Linked DNA regions of Gossypium hirsutum: region 2 is linked to region 1. The links are chromatin contacts, called in public Hi-C maps. All regions are on one chromosome and are shown on one strand. Each heading gives the region's core, a stretch centred on a gene start, on an enhancer-like site or on the middle of the called end of the contact. The rest is flanking DNA. Distances are from core to core; before and after follow the strand shown. Region 1 holds the start of LOC107963044 (ETHYLENE INSENSITIVE 3-like 3 protein). Region 2 holds the start of LOC107962150 (lysine-specific demethylase JMJ30).

Region 1 (7,711 bases), core at 3,366-5,865:
AGAGACCAAGACCCAAAACCTGGTTGAACTGGTGGCTAAATCGGACAGATCGAGTCATCATTGACTCGGACCAAACTGACAATAGCCGAACCAGCTTGGGGTGCCGTAATGGTGTCACACCTGCATCACTAGACATAGTAGTGCCGATGGCTGCGACGGCAGTGTCCCAATAGCCAAAGGCGGTTGGTCATCGGTGGTTGAGTAGTGGAAGAGTTACACTCCTACTAGAATTTTACTAGAAAATTTGATTTCAGATTAATTATTTCAAAAATGATATTATTTTAATAGTTTAATATTAAATTAAATTAAATACTTATCTTAATATTATTTTATTAATTTAATATTAAAATGATTATCTTAATATTAAATTAAATTTAATGTTTATCTTTTAGTTAAACCTTATATTATTTTAATAAGATTTATTATTAAATTTAATTTAATATTTATCTTGATAAATATTATATTAATTTAATATTAAAGTGATTAAGTTTAATTATAGTTGAACTCTCTACACTTTCTCTATATGAAGAGAGTCTTAGGCAATTATTTACACACACTTGAATTGAATTAAAGAGAAAAATCTAGAGATATTTTTTTAATTTACAAATTGACCCAAAAGTTTAGAGGAATTACAAAATTACCCTATTGGTAATTTTTGTGAAATTTCTTTATTCGAAACGAGCCCACACTCAGTAGACGTGAGCTTGAGGATAGTGGAGAAGACTACTCGGTCGAAGCGCTCATCCTAGACAAATCGAAAAGGTACAATTTTGATTGAGTGTTTATTACTTTAGATATCACAACCAAGATCTTGTTTTGGAAAAATTTTAAAACTCTGGTTTTTCCCTAAATTTATTTTCCGCTGCGTTTTCCAAACTCATTTTTTTCCAATAGTTTTCGTATTCCTTAACTATAAGTGGCGTAATACTATTTTAAATCGCTTTTAATTTAATATATGTTTTTCAATAATGGGATATCACTCCAAAACGCAAAGTATCCGCCGAGCTAAGATGTTTGGTTTTCAAATGGGTTCATCAGTTTAATGGTTTTAACTTTTGACACTCCATACCCAGTTCCAACGATCAGGTCGGGCGGGGGGTGTTACACTAATAGTTGAAAAGGTTGGGGAAACTAATGTAGAAATAGTTGAGGTAAGAATGTTCGATGTAGGAATGAAAACATAAGTGTACGTTGTAGGAGAAATTTAGACAAGTACGAGTGACCTGGTTGTGGGGGGTAGAAACATCATTCGCAATAACAACATTAGGGTTGGTAAAAATACCTTCGTTACCTCCTACATGCAAACTTTCATCTTCACACAAGTCCTCTCCACAACAAACGAACAATCGTTATGAAAGATTTGACAAGTAAATAAACAATACAGAGCAACACACACTAAAATTACTACTAGAAGACCAAGTAAGAATTTCAAGAAAATTTTCATAAAAAATATCATAGCCTGACGAAACATTCAAGGGATGAATCTTGGCCCTAGATTCTTTACTCTTGTTATTCATCTCTAATGTGAGTGCTTCACTTGGCTATAATGGTTCGCTCGTATAGAAAATACAAAAACATACAAAAGTAAATGCAACAAATTAAAATGTTCAAAATAATACCTCTAACATTAGAGTGTGTATAAGAGCCTGCACAACATTTTTTGTTCATTGCATCCCTATCTAATGGACCTTCTTTAATTCTAGGAAGAGAACGAGCATTTTTCTTCCTCTTTTTACGGACCTCTAAAGTAGGCTTTCATTTCTCTAAAAGGTTTTTAATTAATGTCAATAATTTTAACTCTTTGGACAATATCAGTGACTTTCGAACCTCCAGTCACCTTTGTAGTTCTAGGCCCCTTTGTAGCTTTTGAAACATTTGCAGTAGGATTGCTACTTTTTCCTTTGTTACTACGGTAGTCCCATCTTCACTCGGGACAAAAAGCATTGCAAGACATCCAATCTTTAGGCTCTTTACACAACTCTATAAGAATTTCTTCCATTATACTATTTTCTCCGTATGGCCAAGCTTCATTTCATGGCTTTACTCCATCAAGCTAAGCTTTGCCGAGAGTGTTAAAATTTTCTTCGTCCAAGCAATTAGGAATTTTTTCCATCAAAGAAAATCGCCAAACATTCCTCAAGCTAAGGACTTGCTCGTATCTAATTGGCAGACTTGTTTGCAACCTTTCCAATTGAGCCTCCTCTACTTCGCTCAATGAATGAGGATCCTAAGTATTTCTTTCACTAGACGGTTTCACCCAAGCCAAAGGAAAATGAAATTCCCAACCACAAGTGTGCTTGATCTTTATGTATTTATCTCTCATCAAATTCATGTTTCTAGTGGTATTATCAACAATAACTTTTCCTCTATCCAGGTAGTGAACATTACGAACCCTTTCTGCTTATTTTCACTAGCAAGAAATACTATGTATATCCTCGTTAATACATTCACATAAGATTCTTCTCTAGGTAGTTGACAATCTAAGAAATATACCATTAAGGTCCTCCATGAGGAACCCATCGATTGACCAGGAGCCATTTAACATGAACTCAACATTCCAACAGAAATGGGTGCAAAGGTAGATGAAAACCTAATTCAAATTTGTATAGAGGTAAAGTAAAACAACTATTTGCCTTTTTGTGGTTGTTCATCTCACTCAACCAATGTTTCCCCTTTACAATATCAAATTTATATATGAAATTATCAAAACATGTGACTCCTCTACATTTTAATAGTTTCCACATATCCCTTAATGATGTAGAACACTTGAATTTTTCACTCTTAGTGGGAACACTAAATGATCTTGGGACCATGATTTAGTACATTTAAAATAAAAATTAAGAACAAAATAAGAAAAACGAATACAATTAAAACCTACCAATGAAAATCACACCAAAAGCACAGACGAGACAAAAAAATTGCACCAACAATGGCAACAATGGTCAGAAACTAGAAAACTCGGGAAGGAAACAATGATAAAAATTACAAACCCTTATTCCTATTTATAAGTTAAGACAAAACCCTTCAACTGCTTTGAAACTTACTAAGTTATCACGCACACACTATTTCCTATATACTAAAAACTTGCTCCAATCATAATTTGCCACGTGCACCCAAACAGTAATAACAATGGCAATTTCATTGGGAACCTAATAAATACATTGTAATATATAGCATGTTTCAAAACTTTATCATTAAATATATATGAATGTACATACATGAATCTTTTTACCCCGCCATAAATCCAACAAACTTAAAAACTTCAATCATTCCAAATTCAAATTTCAAATTTAAAAGATGGCCACATTAAAAATAAAATAAAAACATTCACAAAATATGTAATACTTCAAAGCGGACTTCAAATCAACTATCCAAACTTTCACCATCTACACCTATCGTGTGAACTTCCCCAACAAGCTCGCGAAGGTCACTTTATAACTTTCTCTCGTTTGGGGGTAATTGTTATACCCTATCTAAAAGACTTCGTGAACTTCATGGCGTACCTTTGAAGGGTTTGACTCGTGTCTTTTGATGGAACTAACAACACAACACAACAAACTATGGATAAATGACTTGCCAACCAGTGGACCTTGAGCTAGTTTGCAAACCTTAGCCTAGTGAACTTTAAGATCAGGCATCTTCACTAAAATCATATGAGGACCCTGTGGGAGGCTTAGAGTATTTGATTTCTAGTTGTCCTAAAACATCTTATCTTAGGATGTAGCATCACCATCACTGCTAGAAGTATCAAATCATACTTACATTTATTTATTTTTTTAATTTTGAACTTGAGATTTGAGCTATAATTAGCTTATTTTGACTTTGGATAGTAATTGGTATCTTATTTGGGTTTGGGTTTAGTATAATATATGTGGGGTCTCGAAAAAAGCATTTTAAAATATAAATATTAGATTTATAAATTTAATAAGAAAGATAGATCTAATTGTCAATATAATATAATACATAATAAAATATATTTTTGTTAATTAATATACATATCATATAATAATTTTTACATATGATTAACAACTTAATTATTTTATATAAAAGAACCCTATTAAATATATATACTTTATGCTTTTTATAAGGTACAATTGAATTGTGGTTGTCATCGTATAGAAGGAAAATGAATTATTGTATTCAAAATTAAAATATTTATAACTTAGAGAATTTAAAATTATTTGAATCCGTCAAAGCTCACCTGGCTTGATCTGAGCCCGAATTTAAAAAATTCGAGTTTGAAAAATTTGAATTTAATAGGGCCCGAGCCCGAGAAAATTTGAGCCCGAGAAAGTTTAAGTTTGAGAAAGCTTGAGCTCGAAAAATTTGAGCTTGAGAAAATTTGAACCCGAGAAAGTCCTAGTTCGAAGAAAGCCCAATTTGAGCTCACCCGTTTACCACCTCTAACTATTAAGGATTTAACATAATTGGAAAAAAAAATAAATACAATAAATTAAATGACTATATTGTAACTTTTTAAAATTAGATAACCTAACTTATTAATATTCAAGTCACATTTTTGTAATTTACCCTCAAGTCAAAAGATGGTAAGTTTTTTTTCCCCCTAAAAAGAATCGATGGAGGCAAATAAAATGCATGTATGTGGACGCAATGCAGGATATCTGTCCCTAAATGGGCATTCCAAACTGTTCTGTTCTACTTGGACTCGCTTGCCTTTGCCTACCTCTTCCTCTCTCTCTCTCTCTCTCTCTCTCTCTCTAACTTCACTGCATTGAAATCCGCAATCTTTTCCGAAGCTATCAAAACTCCATTTGTACTTTAATTTCTTTTTTCTCTTTTCTCCTTAATTTCAGTTTCCGAATCGTTTTCTTTGACTTAAGAGTCAATTCAATTCCTAGTTCTTTTGTCTTGCCATTCAAAGTTAAAAAAGATTTTGAGCTTTTTACCCCTTGTTTCATGGCTGAATTAGAAGATATTGGAGCTGATATTAGGTATAGCTTCATATAAATATACACCTTTTCTAATAAAATTAAACTCATAAGTTTGTTTTATTCCATTTTTTTTTGTTTTTTTCAATATTGGATGAATTTCGGAGTATTCGATTCAGGCTGTTTGCTGAATAAGAAATGGGATTTTGTAATTGGTATTTCATTGATCAGACTGTATAATATGATAAAATGCTCTCAAATTTTGATCTTGTTGGTTTATTAATTTTAATATTGTAGAAGAAGAATGAAATTTAAATATGGATGTTATACTTTTTTTTTCTGGGGCCAATTAAATGGAAAAAGATTCATGTTTTATATCTGATAAGGCTTTTTAATGGTAGAACGCCCCCCCCAACCCCAAAAAAAGAAGAAGGTAGAAGTAAGTTTCAAAATTTGGCTTAGGGTTTATGTCCTTTTCGTCCAACAAAAGATTGATTGTAGGCTTGTTGGTTGACAGTTCCGACATTGAAGTGGATGATTTCAGATGTCAAAATATAGCCGAGAAAGATGTGAGTGAGGAAGAGATTGAAGCAGATGAATTGGAGAGACGAATGTGGAAAGATAGAATCAAACTCAAAAGGATTAGGGAAAGACAGAAGATTGCGGTCCAACAGGCTTTGGAAAAGCAAAAGTTGAAGAAGACCTCTGATCAGGCTCAGAGGAAGAAAATGTCCCGAGCTCAAGACGGGATTCTTAAGTATATGTTGAAACTAATGGAAGTTTGTAAAGCGCGGGGATTTGTCTATGGCATCATTCCGGAAAAGGGTAAGCCTGTAAGTGGTTCATCAGATAATATAAGAGCTTGGTGGCAAGAAAAGGTGAAATTTGATAAGAATGGGCCAGCTGCCATAGCTAAGTATGAGGCAGACTGTTTAGCTATGATTGAGTCGGATAACGGTAGAAATGGAAACCTGCAGAGCAGTCTCAAAGACCTGCAAGATGCTACTCTTGGTTCTCTCTTGTCTTCTTTGATGCAGCACTGTGATCCTCCTCAGAGGAAGTATCCTTTAGAAAAGAGAATTCCTCCACCTTGGTGGCCTACTGGTAACGAGGATTGGTGGGTAAAACTAGGGCTGCAACAGGGTCAAAGTCCTCCTTATAAGAAGCCACATGATCTTAAAAAGATGTGGAAAGTTGGAGTATTAACATCTGTGATAAAGCACATGTCACCTGATACTGCAAAGATTCGGAGGCATGTACGCCAGTCGAAATGTTTACAGGATAAGATGACAGCAAAGGAGAGTGCAATATGGTTGGGAGTGTTGGCCCGTGAGGAAGCTCTGATTCAGCAACCTAGCAGTGATAATGGAACATCTGGTGTAACTGAATTGCCTCGACTTGGATGTAGTGATAAGAAACAACCTGCTGTCAGTACTGACAGTGATTATGATGTCGACGGTGTTGATGATGGAGTTGTTTCAGCAGAGCCTGTGGCTTATATTACCAACTATGATTCCCATGGAGTTGTTTCAGCAGAGCCTGTGGCTTATATTACCAACTATGATTCCCATCCAGTACAAATCAATGAGCGAGTGGCAAAACAACCTAGGAGGAAGAGACCTAATTTAAGATCAAGCCATGGTCATCGACAACCTTTGCCGATCCATGGTGATCAACAATCTGTACCAAGCCATGATGATCAACAACCTATGTCAAACCATATTACCAACTATGATCCCCATCCAGTACAAATCAATGAGCGAGTGGCAAAACTACCTAGGAGGAAGAGACCTCGTTTAAGATCAAGCCATGGTCGTCAACAACTTTTGCCGATTCATGGTGATCAACAATCTGTACTAAGCCATGGTGATCAACAACCTATGTCAAACCACGGTGATCAACAATCTGTACCAAGCCATGGTGATCAACAACCTGGACCACGGCATTATGAACGTGAAAATGCTGAGTCAATAAGCACTTTGCCTGACATCAACCAAACTGATTTATCTTTTATGGAATATCATATGCCTGTCACTCAGCAGGAAAATGATGCAAGCACAGAATTAAGACATGTGGAGGACGGTTTAGATGTTCAGCCACATCTACCTGCGAGTGAATACTGCCATTATCCTGCCATCCCTACTGCTACTGAAATTTCCACACAGAGGCCTATGCTTTATACATTAGAGCAACATGAGCTGCACCAAGGTGCTGCATATGAATTTTATAATCAATCAGCTGAATTAAGGCCTGGTCATGATAGTCAACAAACTCTGATGGACATGAATGTCCTGCATGTTAGGCCAGAAAATGGTGTTGATGCATCAGCACCTGGTGGAAATGGACATGAAATTGCTGGGGGAGAATTGCATCATTATGTGAAAGACCTATTGCATAATGAGCAAGATAGAGCTGTCCATAATCCCTTCAGTTCTCCAACAAGTGATCCATCATTCTTTGGTGGATTTCATAGCCCCTTTGAACTTCCATTTGATGGTACAAGTTCACTAGATGAACTACTTGATGATGACTTGATACAGTACTTTGGTGCTTAGGTTGGAAGAATTGAGATGCTAGAAAAATAGGTTGCAAGTAAAACCTTTTCTCCTCAACTCCTGTTTCATTTATGAATGATACATAAACATTGTTTGGTGTTAGTTTTGCAGGAACTGCAAACTTATGTATTCATCATTGATTTGGATGGAGGAGTTTCTCTTATTCATTGGTCTTTCTAGTACAGGTGTTATAATTTGAGCATGCTAGGACTGAGTCAAGTCAAATTTTCTATTTTAGTTTTGCTCAATGCTCTTCTCCTTTCAAAG
Region 2 (7,711 bases), core at 2,355-4,854, 750 kb after region 1:
ATCACATTTAGTCTAATTATTAGTCACATTATTTAATGTGATCCAAAAATCATATTTTGGAAAAATTACGTTTTTGCCCCTAAATTTTGTCAAAATTACACTTTTTCCCCTAGGCTCGTAAAGTGATTTTTATTCAATTTTCTCACTCTATAGGCCTAGACGAACCATTTCCATAACTATAGAAAACTACAATTCTCATCAAAACACCCTTTTATGCCATTTTTACAACTTTTACAAAATGGTCATTTCGGACGTTTTCATCGAAAATCGCTTAGTAAAAGTCATTTATTTAACACCCAACACTCATTTTCTACCATTATACATTAAAATTCATGCATATCACACATGGGTAAATTTTTAAACATGAACCCTAGCTCAAATTAATGGTAGAAATAGGTAAATCGAATTACCGGGACTTAAAAAATGTAAAGAACATTAAAAACGGGGCTCGGGATCACTTACAAATGAGCTTGGAAGCTTGAACCAATCCCTAGCCATGGTTTCCATGCAAGTTTCAACTGAATGGAGAAGATGATGGCCAATTTTGGCTTATTTTCCCTTTTTAATTCTTTTAATTATTAGATTACCAAAATGCCCCTAACTTAAAAATATTTTATTACACTCATTTCATGTCTATTTTTGTCCATCACTAGCTAATGGTCTAATTTCCATCTAAGGACCTTTAATTTAAAAACTCTTAACAATTTAACCCTTCTAACATGTGGAACTCAACTTTTGCACTTTTTACAATTTAGTCCTTTTGACTAAATTGAGTGCCCAAACGTCAAAATTTTTGAACAAAATTTTCATGAAATCATCCCGTGAAATTTTAAACCATAAAAATATAATAAAATTAAAATTTTTCCTCATCAGATTTGTGGTCCCGAAACCACTATGTCGACTGGGCTTAAAATTGAGATGTTACATAAACGGAGTGTATCTAGACTGTTTTTAGCCCCACCACCAAAGAAATCGAGGGAAGCCTTTAGTCGCCTCACGTCACCATCAGGTTTTTTGGGGAAAATAAGACGAGGCTGAGTGATTCGATATTTCAGACTACTCCAGCGAACAATGTTGGCAGTGTTTGTAATGTTTCTAGACCTATTTGTGAGCATTGCGGGAAATCACACGCCGGTGAATGCAGAATTAAAACATATGTTTATTTCTGATGTGGTTCAACAGAACATTTTTTGAGAAACTACCCGAGGAATATTGGTGTTACTAATGATTAGAACATTAAACCAGTGTCAACTGAGGGAAATCGTAGTTTAACCAAAGACACGGTAGTCAAGTCTAAACCTAGGGCGCCTACCCGAGCATATGCTACTCGAGCTAGAGAGGAACCTTCTTCACCCGATGTTATTGCTAGTACCTTCTTTTTCTTTAATGTTACTATATATGCACTAATGGACCCTGGGCCAACACATTCATATATTTGCACTGCATTAGTAACAGATAAGAACATACTTGTTAAGTCAACAGGATTTGATGTTAGAGTTACGAATCGTCTAAGTCAAAGTGTTTTAGTCAATCTGATACGTAGAAAGTGTCCACTAAGAATTTAATTATGTGACTTTCTTGCTGATCTGAAGTTATTGCCTTTTTACAAATTTGATGTTATTTTGGGTATGGACTGGTGAACTTTACATGACGCTGTGACAAACTGTAGACTGAAACAATTTGATTTAAGATGTCAGAATGGTGAGTAGATTATTGTCGAGTCTAATAAACCTGATTGTGCTACAAATATTATATTGGTAATCTCCATTCAAAAATTAATCAGAAAGGGTTATGAAGCATTTTTGGCTTACATTCTTGATACTCAAGAATTGGGATTGAAGATTGATCAGGTACTGAATATTAATGAATTTATGGATGTGTTTCCAGAAGAGTTGCCTGGGTTATCTCCAAAATGGGAAGTTGAATTCGTGATTGATTTAGTTCCAAGGCCTACTCCGATATCTATTGCACCGTGCAGAATGGCACCAATAGAATTAAAATAACTTAAAACATGGTTGCAAGAGTTGATTGATAGATGTTTCATACTGCCAAGTGTGTCACCTTAGGGTGCACCAGTTCTATTAGTGAAAAAGAAAGATAGGTCATTTAGGTTGTATATTGATTATAGGAGACTAAACAAAGTCACTATAAAGAATAATTTGGATAATTTATTTTGCAATTGAAATCGAACAAGCCACAAGGAACTACATTCTTTTATGTAAACAACCATATCACGAGCTACAAACCTCGAAATCAAGTGATTCAAAAATTGCTTCAAACATGACTCAAAGATCTATTGTTTGGGCATAAGAATAGCCCAAAAAGGTAGTTGAAAGGTCTCGAAAAGTCAAGTCAATGTTTCCATTGTAAAACCCATAGAGTAAGATTGAACTTCCCACATTGAATTACAATCCTTTATGAAAATGATCATAACATGGTCTACAAGCCACAAAATCAAGTGATTCAAAAATCATTTCAAAGAAAACTTGAAGCTCTAAGATTTAGAAAATCACCCCAAAAGCTAGATGGAGCATATCCAAAAGTTCATTCGAAGTTTACCTAGTGGAATCCTACAAGATTGGTTTTAGACTCTCACATAACTTCAACTTTGTTTTCAACTGATCAAATCTTCTCCACTATTCTCTAGCTCATTAATCAAACGATGAATATACTTTATTCCAAAAACAAATACAAGTATTGAATTGAAACTTTATAAAGAAAAACAGTAATGACTTAATTTTTGTTGGTGTCAAAAATTTTGATTTTGGACAGAATATCTTAAATTGAGTCATTTTGGGAAGTTAAACTGAGAAGATTTCGAGGATGTATTCAATAAGGTGATGGAGATTCATTGATTACTGTGTAGGCATTAATTAGATTTATTAGGGATTTGAGTAGAGAGCCTAGTAATTAAGACTTATGGACTAGATTATAAAATTAGTAAAATTAGTGGTGTTAATGTGTGAATATTAAAAAAATAATTTTAATTTGAGGTTATTTTCAATTAGACCAAGTCTATTTTGACAAAATTCTCATTTTGAAGGATTAGTTGGAGGAAACTGTTTTTCGTACTTATTTTCATGAAACATTTTTTTCTTTTTTACACTCTAAAATCCTCTTAATTTTCTCTCGACTTGATATTATCTTCAAGACTACATCTCGATAAAGTGGATTTTCTATTAAATTCTTGAATTCAAACATATTTTAAACAATCAATTTCTTTGTTTTTATTAGTTTAGGTTGGTTTTTAGAAGAATAGAGGACTAGAGTTCTTTTGATTCCTTTTATTGATTTTTTTTTCTATAGCAAGTTAAATTGATTTATAATTTTAATTTAAGATTCTTGAATCTTAAAATAAGAGATTTTATTTTTAAAAATTCGTAAGTTAGCGAGAAAAAGTACAAAATAAATGACTTAGTTAATGTCATAAAAATAATTAAAAGACACATTATCATGTGAAAAATTCTTATCAAAACCTATAATAATTATTGTAGGCATGATAAAAAGTGCATTTTGTTTTCAATGTTAGGAAGGGAAACCGTAGCTTCTAGAAGGAAAGAAAGGGAAAAATTGTAGAATTAAAAAAAGGATTGAGTTCCATAATCAACTATGTAAATATCTCATCAAATATCTTCCTCCAAAGTCCCAAAAGTCTTTACTAATCATTAAAAAGGGCTTTGCCGCACCTACCTGTCCTTCACCACCAACTATCTTCCCCAAAAATACCACTGCAACGCTTTAACTGCCATCCTTCACCCATGTCCTCCCCCGCCGCCAACATCGCCACCGCCATTTCAACCCCAACTCTAGACTCCGAGTCCCCTGCCCTCCTCCAATCCATCACCTCCCATGGAGGCTACGCTTTTACCCGCATGGCCACTTTAGCCGCTGCCGGCGACCAACGCGCTGCCGAGGCCGCATGTGAGATGGCTTGGGAGCAACTTCACTCCGGTCCCTGGCACTCTGTTCTCCCCGTCTGGCGTGACGCTTACTCCATGGCCTGCCTACATGTGGCCAAATTCCATTTATCCAATGGTGAGTTCAGAGATGCCCTTAGGTCTTTGGACATGGGCATCATAATGGGCGGTCCTTTGCTTAGGAAAGATTTGGACTCCGCAATCGAAGGCGTTTTGGCCGCCAAGTCCAGACACTATCATAACGGAGTAGCTGATAATGATAAAGAAGGTCACGGAGAGGCAGGGTCCCGATTGCTGGTTTCTCCACAGGAGTTCGATAAGTCCGAGGTAAGGTTCGTTTTCTACATTTAAAAAAAAAATCTTTTGGTTGTTCTAATGAAATTGGAGATTGTTAAAGACAGACTGTACTTATAGATAGAAAAATGCATTGAAAATATTCTTCTTCCTTGGAATGAAAAACCAATTGTTGTAATATTATCTTAACTAATCATGATTAGTAATAATGTTTATGATAGTATAAACATAGTTATAATGTTAATTGGTTAAATTTAGGGTTTATTGTAGTTTCCGTGTGGAGATTGCTTTTGATGTTGAAGCCAAAAGCATGTTTGGATGCGTGCTAGAATATACCTTTTAATAGTTGACAATGAAAGTTTTTTGATCTTTTAGTATTTAATAATAAGATATACATGAATTTGGGTTTCATTTTTCTAATTGAATGAGATTATGAGTTTTACCAGTTTCTTTTGCTTTTTATCAACTCAGAACAAATTTAATGTCAATAAAAACTCAAAAACTATATGAAGTTTTAGTTTTTCTCTTCTGTGAATTGATTATAGTGTCTGTTGTTTGATTCCCTTGTGGATGTGTTAGAACAAACTTTTACTTCATCAGATTATTGGAAGAAAAAGAAAATGCTCAAATGCAGAATCCCTTTGAGTTTCTTATGCTTATGTGAGTTCAGTGTCCATCTGATTTGTTGCATAATTATAAAAACAGAGTGAGTAGACATCTTTTTTAAAGTTAGAGGACCTAAATTCCTCTAATTCCATTTTGTTATTATAACATAATTTTTGGTCTTCTTTTGTACTTTTCTTACCGAGTTTGTGCTTTTAGCTAGTGGCACTAGCTCAATTAGGCACATTCTGTATAGTATAAATAAATACTATCTATAACAATTTTATTTTTCTTTTTCGAGTATGTATTGATGGTTTGATTCTTGCTTCATCTATGCTTGTGCCTTCAATGAATAAAACATTGAGGATATTATTAATAGAATTTTACTTTTTCTTCTCTTTGTGGTTAAGTTTGATTTGATGCTTACAATATAAATACCATGGTTTCCATCTATTGCTAACTTGTTATGTGGATTCTATTGGTTAAACTACCCCACAAGTCCCTGGATTATAGATTGAAGTGTAAATAGGCTCTCTATTTTAAAACTGAGTAATATTGTCTTGGTCTCTCTCTCTCTCTTGTTTTTTTGGTCCTCGTCTATTTAATTCTGAAACAATGAGGTAACCTTGAATGTTAAAAAAAATTCTGACTTGTTTTTTAAAGTGATCTGGAAAAATATATAAAACTAAAATTCAGCATTTTCAAAACGCCACAAGGACTAAATTTTGTTCACTTTAAACATGACAAGTCAGCATCTTTTAACACCATAACCTTACTGTCGTTTATAATTTTACATATTAGCTCCTAAAATTATAGTACAAGGATCCACCAGGTAGTTTAACAACGGTGTTTCTTATTTTTATTTTGTTAAAAATGAACAATAACCATGACATACAGACACATGCTCACAAGGAAAAAGGGTATAACTGTGATATGCTACTTTCAGAAATTGTAGCTGTGTGTATTATTTTATTCTTCAAAGTAAAAACAGGGTAACTTGTCCATTTGTCATTTCTTTAGTTCTTTTAGATACTTATATTCATAAATAATATTTTACATCATTTTATCATGTTGGCTAGCTCCTTTTTCCTGTAATTTATTATTTTTTGAATAGGATGGTTGAATATTTCTGATAAAGAGAAATTGGTATGGTAGCATGATATCTGAGTTTAATCTCTGTTTCTGTTTTGTTCTGATCCTATAGGTACTACGAATTTTACCAATAAGGTCATTGTCTTCCAAGATTGTGGGGAAGAGGTCCGCCCTATCTTTGGAGGCATTTCTATGTGAATATTTCCTCTCAGGTTCTCCGGTTATAATTACTGACTGTATGGCTCACTGGCCAGCTAGGACAAGGTGGAATGATATGGATTATTTAAGAAGGATTGCTGGTGATCGTACTGTCCCAGTTGAGGTGATTAACCTTCCTTTTTTTTTTTTTTTTGAAAATTCAGTAGAGATCAAATCTGTAACAAATGATTTGCTACATTATATTTTCCTCACATATGTTCTCCTACCTGCATATATACTATTTTGTCTTTTAAACAGTAATTTATCTGATCTTTTCTACATAATTTGATCTTTTAAACATATTTATTTGATCTTTTCTACATATTAAGTCACTTAACTGGGAATATTTCTTTGATACCGATCTTAATTATTTTCTCACAGCATTTAAGCTAAGGTGCATTCTTGTGTGGATCTTGATAATCTAATGCGGGTTTGTGGCTCATCTTTTGTATCTTACATAGATCCTGATAGTTTTAGTTTGGTTCCGAAGGCAATTTGTGTCTTCATATGCTCAATGAGCAATTGCCTAGGTTAAAGATCCTTATGCTTTAGTTTCTTTTGTGGGCATTGTAATGAATTTACTCAATCTTGAGGCACTTGCAAAGAGTCACGTATCTGAGTGTTTTCTTGATTGTAAGGTTACTAAATGGTTGATCTTCTAGTGTATCCCAACTGATTATTATTCCTTAGCGGATGGAGCCATTATTGCCAAAATTGAACCCAGATATCCTTCTACATCTAGAGTAATGTACTTACCTTGTTACAATCAGACAATCAAGTGGGCTCACACCCGGTATTTGCAAATATTTAAGCTTTCCACTAAACCCAACCCTTCTTAATCCGTCGGTTATCATATCGTTTTGCTTACTTTGTTTTGCTTGACTAATGATTATGTGATCATGTGTAGTTCTCAGGCAATTTAGTTGAGCAATGGAATCCTTCTCCAGGTAATAGGATTCTTAATGATCATAATGGAAAAAAGCTTCAGATCTTTCCTTTGACGGATGAATCTTTCAGGGAACGTTGTAGTTGGGTGTTTGGTGAATTAAACAAGCTTTCATCATTTATTCAGCAACAAAACAAAAAGGAATTCTTGTACATACACTATTATTTAAAGGGCCGATGGGTCAGTGTCACCCATTGACCAGTCCCAACTCAATTGGGAAATTACTGAAAACCTGTTCCTTTAATAAAATAACAAACATTAATATGACTATTTTTGTCATTTTAATGTAAAATCTAGAGAAATGCAAAAAATAAGGTTTGAACCTAAAACATCAAACTTTAATAACTTCACTATTTCAACCGAAGTCTCAGTTATTTTTTTATCAAATTTTTTATAAATACATTTGATATATAAGTTTTTGTTCCACCCACATCATGGGTAATGCCATAATCTAGTTAGAATCTTTTCATAATATTCTTGCTGTAAGAAATGATTGGTTAACCTTCCCCAATACTTAAAAATGGTTAACTGAAAGAACTTAAGGATTGGTCTAGATGGTTCAGCCACCCACTTTTGGACTTAGGAGCGGAAATAAAATGATTTGCTGAAGTCTTAAAAAATTGTAAAGTTATTCTTCACTTAACTACCTAGTTATTGTCAC

Evidence for each region. A called contact is a pair of places that touch in the nucleus more often than the background predicts.
Region 2: a Hi-C map of hypocotyl shows a contact between it and region 1, with 3 times the contacts expected there. The contact joins the promoter of LOC107962150 here to the promoter of LOC107963044 in region 1. A contact is called at or near these places in 7 of 34 Hi-C or Micro-C datasets (hypocotyl, leaf and petal).

The regions. Positions count from the first base shown.
Region 1 is chrA06:52,187,800-52,195,510 of Gossypium_hirsutum_v2.1, forward strand. It overlaps LOC107963044 (ETHYLENE INSENSITIVE 3-like 3 protein), which reads left to right and starts at 4,616. Exons shown (of 2, transcript XM_016899643.2): 1 at 4,616-4,952; 2 at 5,407-7,607. The coding sequence starts at 4,918. The coding sequence ends at 7,444.
Region 2 is chrA06:52,934,466-52,942,176 of Gossypium_hirsutum_v2.1, forward strand. It overlaps LOC107962150 (lysine-specific demethylase JMJ30), which reads left to right and starts at 3,605. Exons shown (of 7, transcript XM_016898399.2): 1 at 3,605-4,244; 2 at 6,019-6,228. The coding sequence starts at 3,759.